Regions from separate parts of the Mus musculus genome. Here all the other regions are linked to region 2. The links are chromatin contacts, called in public Hi-C maps. All regions are on one chromosome and are shown on one strand. Each heading gives the region's core, a stretch centred on a gene start, on an enhancer-like site or on the middle of the called end of the contact. The rest is flanking DNA. Distances are from core to core; before and after follow the strand shown.

Region 1 (2,923 bases), core at 279-2,778, 200 kb after region 2:
TAGCAGAGGACGCAGAGTGAAAGGAAACCCAGAGGAAGCACTGCTTGCAAGCCGGAAAGCCTTCGCATTCTAAGCCCCACCCCTGCTGTGAATTCCTAACAGGGTTTTTTGGTCCAAACCTGCAGCTTGATCTTGTTAAAATAAATGTAGTAAAATGGAGTCAACATGGACACTCCCTGTGACCTTGCTCCAGAGACTCTCCAGCTTTGGCCTGTGTTTTCTCCGTGCAAAGTGAGCAAATGATTGGAATCCATACCTAGTGGCTTTCCTATTTCCCGGTGATTTGATGGTGGGTAAGCCTCTTATCCTCTCCTTACCTCAGGGTCCACATCTCTAAGAGGAGATCATGAAAGTCCCCAGGAACTGGCACGGGAATAAACACACTATCAAACACCAAGCCCCTCAGAAACATACTGAGGCCAGCTAAGTGCCCTGCAGTTAAATTTGCTGTCACGGCTACATTTTTCTTTGGTGAAAGAGAAATAACAACAGCGTTGACATAGGGCTGTGGTAAAGAGCGACTAGATATCCCAGAGGGATTAGTACAGAGATGGTGCAGGGAAGGGAGAGTAGAAAGGCTGGCCAGAGAGACTCCTCAATAGGGCAATTTGGCAACTCTGAATACGGGTGGCCAAATTTTATCTCTGCTAATTAGCAAGTGAGTAGATCTGGTTAACTTATGCAGTTTATTTATCTAGGAAGGGATATTTGGCGGAAAGGGGAAAGTTGGAAGGCAATGGGATGCGTGGAAATCACAGTGGCGGCAATCAGGCTTGCACACCTGGCTCTGCCATGTAGGTCTTTGTAGCTGGGTTTTTCCTCTCCTTGGGCTTCTGCTTCTTCCTCTTCTGTAAACGGGAGCTCCAAGTAAGATCCCAAGTGATGGTTTCTTTTTGTTTTGTTTTGTTTTTTGATTTTTGGTTTTTTTGTTTGTTTGTTTTGTTTTACATCACTCCCATCCCCTGGTAGTTATAGACAGTAAAATTATTGAAACAACTAATTTAGTGTGGTCTAGTTGAGATGATGCCAATCTCCACTCATGACATTTCTTGCCAAGCCTATACTCGTTTGTATGACAGATAGTTATTGATCTACGGGGCTTTCATTTGTTGGAGATACATCGACGAACCAACCATACAAATTCCAGCTCTCAAGGAAGAGGGTAGACAGACCAAAAAAGTAGGAAGGATATGAATAAATGAAGAGCTTCAGACTTACAGTGTGAGTGGTTTTAGGTAGCCCTGTGCACCTGGTCCCCACTGATTGCTGTTTGTCCTTGCCCCACGGAAGCTCCCAGCATATGGTGAAACGACCATGGAATCCAAACCCTGAGAACAGTGATTCCGATGCACCTGTGCATCGGCAGGGCACTTTCATTTGAAATGAGTTATTTCTGTCAGGTCCCAGAGCAGACCTGAGGTGATCTTGTTAACATTATTTCAATTCTGAGACTTACAAGGAAGCTGAAACACAGCTTCCTGTCAGACCAACACAGCAGGTCCTGGAGAGGAGTTATTTGCACATTGCTGCCCCCTGGTGGTATTATGAAATGTAGCCATGACTTGACAGTTGAGGACAAACTGTTACCTCAGAAGCCACAGAGCTCTTGGACACATCTGTCAGATCCTGAAGTCTGAACAGTGAAGCTTTAAAAAGCTGATAACATGACTAGGAGGATGATTTCAGACAAGTTGACCACGACAAGACTTTTCACTCTGGTAGGAAAGATCTCAGATGTCCCTCTTCAGGAGTGTATGGCCAAGCCAGGGGTGTGTAAAAGATTTCCCAGTTCTGAGATCCCAGGAGTGTTGCCTAGGGAGTCCGTGTGTGAACTTTAGGGAGTCTTTTAGCTTTAGTAATGAAAGATCAGTAGTCTCCAAATGTCTAGGAGGTGTTAGATTCAGATGTCCAGGGAGCTCTGGGCCAGCACCTCAGGTAAGTCTGTGTAGTGGGACCCTGGTATTTGCTTATTTATTCACAGATTTCCTATTTTGTATCAATCTAGGTGGCTGATAACCCAGGTAGGCTACTGCTTTTAGACACAGAAGATGGGACAAGGTGGGTTCCAGAGTCTCTCTTAAATGGGTGCTAATCTGAAGCTCTGAGGGTAAGAGCATTTGCTGTGTGTGTAAGCATGAAGACCCCAGTTCAAACCCCCAGCACCCCTGTAAGAATCTTGGCATGACTGGGCACAAACCTGAAACCCCAGTGATGTGAGGGGTTATCAGGCTGGTAATTTTGACACATTTCTTAACCATTTTTAAATGTCTATTTCCTCCTCTTAGGAAGGGAACACAGTAACATGGTAGAGTTCATCAACGCAAGGTTAACGATAGGTATGCAGAAGAGACTGATAGTGTTCAGTGCCTACTAGATGCTTCCTATATACAAGCTTGTCACTAGCTTTGACCTCATCAGTCATATAAACTTACAAAGCACCTCAGGATTCATGCTGATGTGAAATCCTCTTTGTGGTGGTCTTAGAACCAGGCTACTAGTACGTTTGGAGCAATCTTCAAAAATAATGAGAAATTCTACATACACACTATGACCATTTTATAGGGTTATTTCTGTCAGAAAGTGCTTTGAAAGTCACTACAAGGACAATTCTGTTTGGTGGGGGGGGGCGTAAAAACACAAATGACCCTATTTCTCATCTTTATTTCTGATCAAGGCTATAATTTTATTGTAGAGACTAATAATTCTTATGTTGTCTAGTAGAAAAACTGGCCTGTATCTTGCTATATCTGTGCTTGAATTATTTGTCCCTGTGATGGTTTGTATATGCTTGCTCCAGGGAGTGGCAGTATTAGGAAGTGTAGCCTTGTTGGATCAGGTGTGTCAGTGTGGGCTTTAATGTCCCTGTCCTAGATACCTGGAAGTCAGTATTCTGCTAGCACCCTTCAGATGAAGATGTAGAATT
Region 2 (3,050 bases), core at 473-2,972:
AATCAATACAACAATCTTATGATATAGGTATCATCCCCCCTTCAGATATATGGAAACAAGTTCACATGACATGGAGCTTTGGTATCATGCAGGCATATAACCAAGCCATTACCATCCCTACTCTCCCAATGTGAGCATATAGAATTGGAGAAAATACTTATATTTTTATTGTCGTTATTATCTACAAAGATCCTCACCCAGGAAATCATAGAACTCTATTTTGCCCTAGAAAATGTAGAGAAATAAAGAATTAGATATAACCCACATTGTCAAAATATTTTTATTATTTTCTTCATTTACATTTCAAATGCTATCCTGAAAATCCTCTATACACTTCCCCCACCCTGCTCCCCAACCCACCTACTCCAGCTTCCTGGCCCTGGTATTCCCCTGCACTGGGACCTGGCAAATACAGAAGAGGATGCTCACAGTCATCTATTAGATGGAACACAGGGCCCCTAATGAAGGACCTAGAGGAGAAAGTACCCAAGGAGCTAAAGGGGTCTGCAACCCTATGGGAGGAACAACAATATGAACTAACCAGTACCCCACCCCCAGAGCTCTGTCTTTAGTTGCATATGTAGCAGAGGATGGCCTAGTAAGCCATCAATGGGAGGAGAGGCCCTTGGTTTTGTGAAGATCAGCTGCAGGGAGTTTTAAAAGTGCCAAACTATTAAGCTAGTCGTGAAGTGTGCACGGCCTGCTGGGAGCCAAATTGGTGGTTTAACTAATTTGTTGCTACACCTGTCAGCATTCCAACAGTGTGGAGAACTGGTTCTCAACTGGGGACAGTTTCTTATCACCCATGGACATTTGACACTGCTGATAGTTATGAGCCAGAAGATGTTCCTCTGTCTCTATGGGTAGATGCTAGGGGGTGTTGCAGGGCATCCTAAAATGTGCAGGTATCCCCTCCCAACATGGATGATCTGTTCCAAAGCCATCAGTGCCAAGGGTGAGAAACTATGATGCAGGAAAAGAAACATGTGAACGTGTCTCTTGGGAACCACAGTATGGAAGTGGCAGTGGAAATTTTCCTACATTTTTTTTTCCTTTCCTGTGACACTTCACTTGTATAACACATTTGATGTGTTTTGGAGCTGATCTGCAAATGCCACTGGGGTGCAAATACGGTCCAGGGAGAGAGTGTTCCTATTTGCCCTCGCCTTAGCTCAGGGTTAAATCTGAGAAGGACATACAAGTGCATGCAGCCCCTATAGATGGGGCTGTTTTGCAGAGAATTCAGAGTGCTTGTGCTTTTACAGCCATAATGATATAGTGATGGAGACTCTCTTTTAGATTCTGCTTGGCACGGGGCCTTCGGAGCCAGTCTTTGTTCTCTGCACAGAAAAAGGCAGATGGTAGATTGCTGCCTGTCATTGTTTTCAGAGCACTGTGGTCTGGCCACACTGAGTATTTTGGGCACAAATGAGCCAGTCCTGAGGCGACAAACATGTCTCCCAGTCAAACAGAGGATCCTGAAGTTTTACTATGGTTAAAAAAAAAGTGTGAGTGGTTCCCTTATAGATATTTGTAGCATGTCCTGGAAAATGCAGGAAAGCAGAGGCCCTGGGAGGTAGAGCAATGGGTGTGTCAGCACCTGAGCATGCAAGCCTATAGGCAGCAGTTAGAACAGCATTCACTAAGGCATGGCAGTGGGCACATTACTTGGGTTTCCTGTCTCTGATGGATGTGGACGGTCATCTAATTCATGTGGGCCAAAAAGCAATGTTTTGGGGACTCAGAATCCCTGAATGCTCCCTCCACTGCTCGCTGCTGCTGAGTGCTTAAAAGAGGACTTCCAGAAGGAAGATTGGCAAAACCCTCTGTCTCCACAAGGCTACAGCAAAATATGTCCATGCAAATTCCTGGTAAATAGAGCTGAGTTGCTTTGGGGACCTGAGGGCTGCTGACTGCATCTCTTAGGTAGCCTCGAGCAACAGTGGAAAGGCTGTGTGCTGCTCTTCTTGGTTCACTGTGCCCCCCCACCCCCTTGCAGGGCATTTTAGAAGCGTTGGAGTTGGAAGTGATTTAAGAGGGGAGCCTTATGCCCTCTCCCACTCTCCTGAGGTCTCTGCCCATTTTCTGCTCCTCTTAGTTCTACAGTTGTGAGGAAGCTCATTTCTGGGCACCATGTCACTCAGAATGCTTTGTGTCCTAGAGTGGTTTGGTTTGACGAATGGGGCACCGTCGAGATAGAGCAGAAGAATAGCTGGAACGTATCTTGCTTCTTGCTTCTATGTAGTTGTGGCAATCCCTCTGGTGGCACCGCCCCTTTTCTACATATTCAGTTTTACAAATGCTCAGTCTTCTGAGGTGTCTGACATTGCCTTAGGTTCAGATACCTCAAGGTCGTTACCTGATACATTTTACCCTACCCACACCACTGAATGAAATTCCTTCTTCATTCAAGTCTCTGTAGAGAAATATTTTAGATTGTGCTCCACTACGTCATGCCTGGTCCCCAAGTAGCATGTGATCAGAAGCCAGAGACCTTAGTATGTGGTCCCAAGAGATGCTGACCTCATGCACTCTCAAGCTCCAGGCCCCCAACATGTCCATACCAGCTTTCCTCTTTTAATGTGGGAACTGGGTGTGGTACTCTATAGAAGTTAGAACACATTATGTCACTACATGGCTCTTTTATTTTTTTAAAATAAAAGAAGTACATATTACAAATACTCTTCATGAGGCCATTAACAAAGGGTGCACTTAGTAAATGGTTGCTATTAGTATCTTAGGTAGTTGTTCTCTCTCTCTCTCTTTCTCTCTCTCTGTCTCTCTCTCTCTCTCTCTCAGAAATCTTGCAAGAATGGTAGTTCATGAGCTAGGGTGGCTTTTCAGTGCCAGTGTTATGTTCTCTAAGGAACAAACTGAGTTTACTTGGCCATGTGATTCCATAAAGAGATCAATCTCAAAGGATGCCTCACTAATGCTCTTTAAAAATCAGTATTAAAGAGAATTGTTGAATATCCTAGGTAACTGAGGTTAAAAAAAATCAGAGCTTTCAGGGAGAAGAAGGAAGCTTGTTGAGAGTAACACTATTTCAT
Region 3 (3,046 bases), core at 343-2,842, 170 kb after region 2:
GGTAACCACTGCATTGCCTAATCTTCATGTGCAGGTCATACAACATTAGCAGAAGCAAAGTCATAAACCCTGTCTCATGTTCAATTATTCTTTCATTTGTGATGAAACGAATGAGTACATTACATCGGACAAACAGTCTTCAGTGTGGCTTAGAGCCTTATTTCCAAGCTCCTCCCGTATTTTGTATTGTAAGAGTTAGCAGCAACTCAAAAGACAAAAACAGTTAATGCATGTATGATGTTTCATTAATGTATATCATATGTATACTGGAGTGTTGGTGTATGTGTGTGTGTGTGTGTGTGTGTGTGTGTGTGTGTGTGTGTGTGTGTGTGTGTGTGTGTGACAGAGACAGAGAGACAGAGACAGAGAGAAACAGAGAGAATTAGAAGAAATAAAGGATAGCCTTTATTTAAGTAGAGGTAAGAACATGTACAAATGCCATTGGTTAAGCACCGGGTACATCTAGGAGCACTGTACCCAGGACAGTGTGCACATGATGTAAGATTCACAGAGCAATTGCAGAGTGGGCATTGTTCTCACTTGAAAACAAAGGGGCGCTTGGAAATGAGTTTTCCCATCAGGCCTTGTTTCAAGCCTTACCTACTTAACACTGCAGGTTAAGAGCTCATTCTTCTCCTGGATGGATGGGTGGATGTGGAGAAAGCGTAGACCATTGTTTAGGTTTACTGGAAATCTCAGCAGGAACTTCACGTGCTAGAAAGTGCAGTGAGGTGACACAGACCCTGTATGCCAACACACCTTGGACAAAGAGTGAGTCCTAGATGGAAGGACAGTGAAGCCAAGCGCCCACTTATGGATGCTGTCCTTATTTCCATAATTGTTGAGGAAAGTTAGGGTCACATCAAAAATTATACATAACCAAGTTTTCAGAGATAAAGATGCCCAAATGACCACTGCTAACATTGCCAGGGCTCACCTTGATTGCTGAAGGCTCGAAAATTAGCTGAGCCAGTAGGCTACCCGTGTTTTTAAAGTCTGGCTCTCGAATGAGCTGATCCTTGTCATCGCACAAGTTTCCTTGTAACTTGTCTTCAAATAGATTCATTTAATCCAGGATGCAGACTTTGTTCTCTCCTTTCCAAGCTTTCTTTGCTTCCTTCTCCCAAGGTCTAGCAGTAGGTACCACTATCAAAAAAAGGAAAACAAAACAAAAACAAAAACAAAAACAAAAACAAAAAAAAAACAACCAAAATCAGCGAGAATGAATCAAGCTGTACCAGGTTTGAGCTGAGTCCTGTCCAAATCAATATCCTCATGCCCCAAAACTATCCATTCTCTCAGCAGCGCACATTTCAAAATCCTTTCTTTCAAACATTCGACTTTTAATGATCCCTGCTTACAAACCACTGTCTTACTGACATGCTTGTTAATAGTGTTAATGGGAATATTTGTGCAATCCTGTCATTAGGTTCTCATATATACAAGTGTCCAGGCTTATTTTTATATATATCTTCAGGGTCATGAAACGTAAAATCAAATCATATTGTAACTTTTTGGAGTCTCTTGTGCCCCCAGTGAGAATACACACAGTCCCAGCTGTCTGGCCAAATGCAGTTTTGTCTCCCACACTCTGCCAGCTGCTTCTTATCTTCTGTCAAGACTGCTGAGCTAGGGATGTAGGGAAAAGAGTTTTATCTAGGACTGGGAAGAAGGTTTTCTCTCTATTGCTAATTAAAGTCTATTGGGAGTGAATTCAGCTTTGGGAGGGGTTGTTGAGAAAAAGCTACTTTTCCAGCTGTTGCTGTGAGCCAGGCCAGACGATGACATCAGACGGTGTTCTGCTTTATGTCTTGACTGTCTTCTGTGTGCCTACTTCTGCTCCTCGTCTCCTTCTCCAGAATAAACTGGAATGACAGGCAAAGAATGGCCCTGGAGATCTTGTAGGAAACTCAAAATCCTTACTTCTTCCCAAAGATATTATATACCTTTTTATTGTTTCACAGTCCTTCCTCTGGGGTTCAAGTCTTTTCCTAATGAATGAATGAATGCTCCTTACCTGACCAATCTTGCCCCTAACCCAGCCTAGTTGCCATGACTTTTCATATAGGTTGTAAGAATAAAACGATTGATCTCCCAGTCATCCTTAGAACTAGAATAAAATAATTTGACACATTACCAGCAATGCAAGGATAAGTTGAGATCTGCAGAATTTACTGTGTATTCTTCTTTTCTTCTGTTTTAAGTGTCATTTTGATGTCTACACCTAAAGCCATTACCTCTTGACATGACAGACATAGGAAAAGACTAAGAGAGTTTCAAAAGATCTACATAGGGTACCACATTAGAGTTAACTTGTTGTGCCCATCAGTTTGTTTGTTTGTTTACTGGTTAATATATTTTCACAATTTGTTAACACACACATACACACACACAGAGGCACATGTGTGTGTGCACATGCCTATACACACATTCACCATAGCAAAACACTCTTCTGATCAGTAGAAATTTATCAGTAAACAACCTAGATCAAGATTCCTGTTATTAATCTTACAATTTACCAGACAAAGGCAGACCTTAGTCAGTAGATATTATAAAATATTGTAATTTTGCAGAAAGAGACTGTGATAGTTTAAATGAAAACAGCCCCCATATCTTTGAATACTTTGTTCCCAATTTGGCGGAAATGTGGCCTTGTTAGAGGGAGTGTGTTACCAGAAGTGGGCTTTGAGGTTTCAAAACCCACATCAGAGTAGTCAACCACTATCTGATTGGATTTAAGACTTACTCCATGAGATGGACCTCACACCTACACTGCTTGGGTGGCCAAGAACCTGACACTAGATAGGACCTTACTGAAAACAAAACACTGCTGTTTTGCTGAAGGAACATAGCAATAAAATGACTCCTAATGGCATTCTGCTCTACTCATAGATATGAGTGTCTTGCTCAGCCATCATCAGAGAAGTAGGTCAGCGTGCAGAGACCCACAACTGGACAATGTGCAGAGGGTGAGAGACTTTGGAATTCAGAGTCTTAAATGGGATGTTTCCATCAAATTCCTTCCCTCCAGGTTCAGGGAACTCTG

What was found. A called contact is a pair of places that touch in the nucleus more often than the background predicts.
Region 1: a contact with region 2 is called in a Hi-C map of the N1E-115 cell line, with 8 times the contacts expected there. The contact joins two enhancer-like sites. A contact is called at or near these places in 2 of 15 datasets of contacts at CTCF or cohesin (hippocampal excitatory neurons and pro-B cells), 105 of 484 Hi-C or Micro-C datasets (the 63-12 cell line, the AML12 cell line, the AtT-20 cell line and 63 more) and 6 of 115 datasets of contacts at active chromatin or transcription factors (astrocytes, a beta-TC-6 cell line, bone marrow-derived dendritic cells and 2 more).
Region 3: a Hi-C map of the N1E-115 cell line shows a contact between it and region 2, with 3 times the contacts expected there. The contact joins two enhancer-like sites. A contact is called at or near these places in 2 of 39 promoter capture datasets (the C10 cell line and cranial neural crest), 9 of 484 Hi-C or Micro-C datasets (the CH12 cell line, LSK cells, the N1E-115 cell line and 5 more) and 2 of 115 datasets of contacts at active chromatin or transcription factors (VIP interneurons and fibro-adipogenic progenitors).

The regions. Positions count from the first base shown.
Region 1 is chr5:43,421,851-43,424,773 of GRCm38.p6, reverse strand. No RefSeq gene overlaps it. Among named protein-coding and RNA genes, the nearest start is that of Gm43699, 69 kb to the right of the region's middle. Within about 2 kb of position 1,528, at least 14 of the 459 cell types and tissues checked have an H3K27ac peak or open chromatin away from gene starts, as enhancers often do. A contact at or near this core is called in the N1E-115 cell line, where this site is marked.
Region 2 is chr5:43,620,338-43,623,387 of GRCm38.p6, reverse strand. No RefSeq gene overlaps it. Among named protein-coding and RNA genes, the nearest start is that of Cc2d2a, 41 kb to the left of the region's middle. Within about 2 kb of position 1,722, at least 16 of the 459 cell types and tissues checked have an H3K27ac peak or open chromatin away from gene starts, as enhancers often do. A contact at or near this core is called in the N1E-115 cell line, where this site is marked.
Region 3 is chr5:43,454,872-43,457,917 of GRCm38.p6, reverse strand. No RefSeq gene overlaps it. Among named protein-coding and RNA genes, the nearest start is that of C1qtnf7, 59 kb to the left of the region's middle. Within about 2 kb of position 1,592, at least 20 of the 459 cell types and tissues checked have an H3K27ac peak or open chromatin away from gene starts, as enhancers often do. A contact at or near this core is called in the N1E-115 cell line, where this site is marked.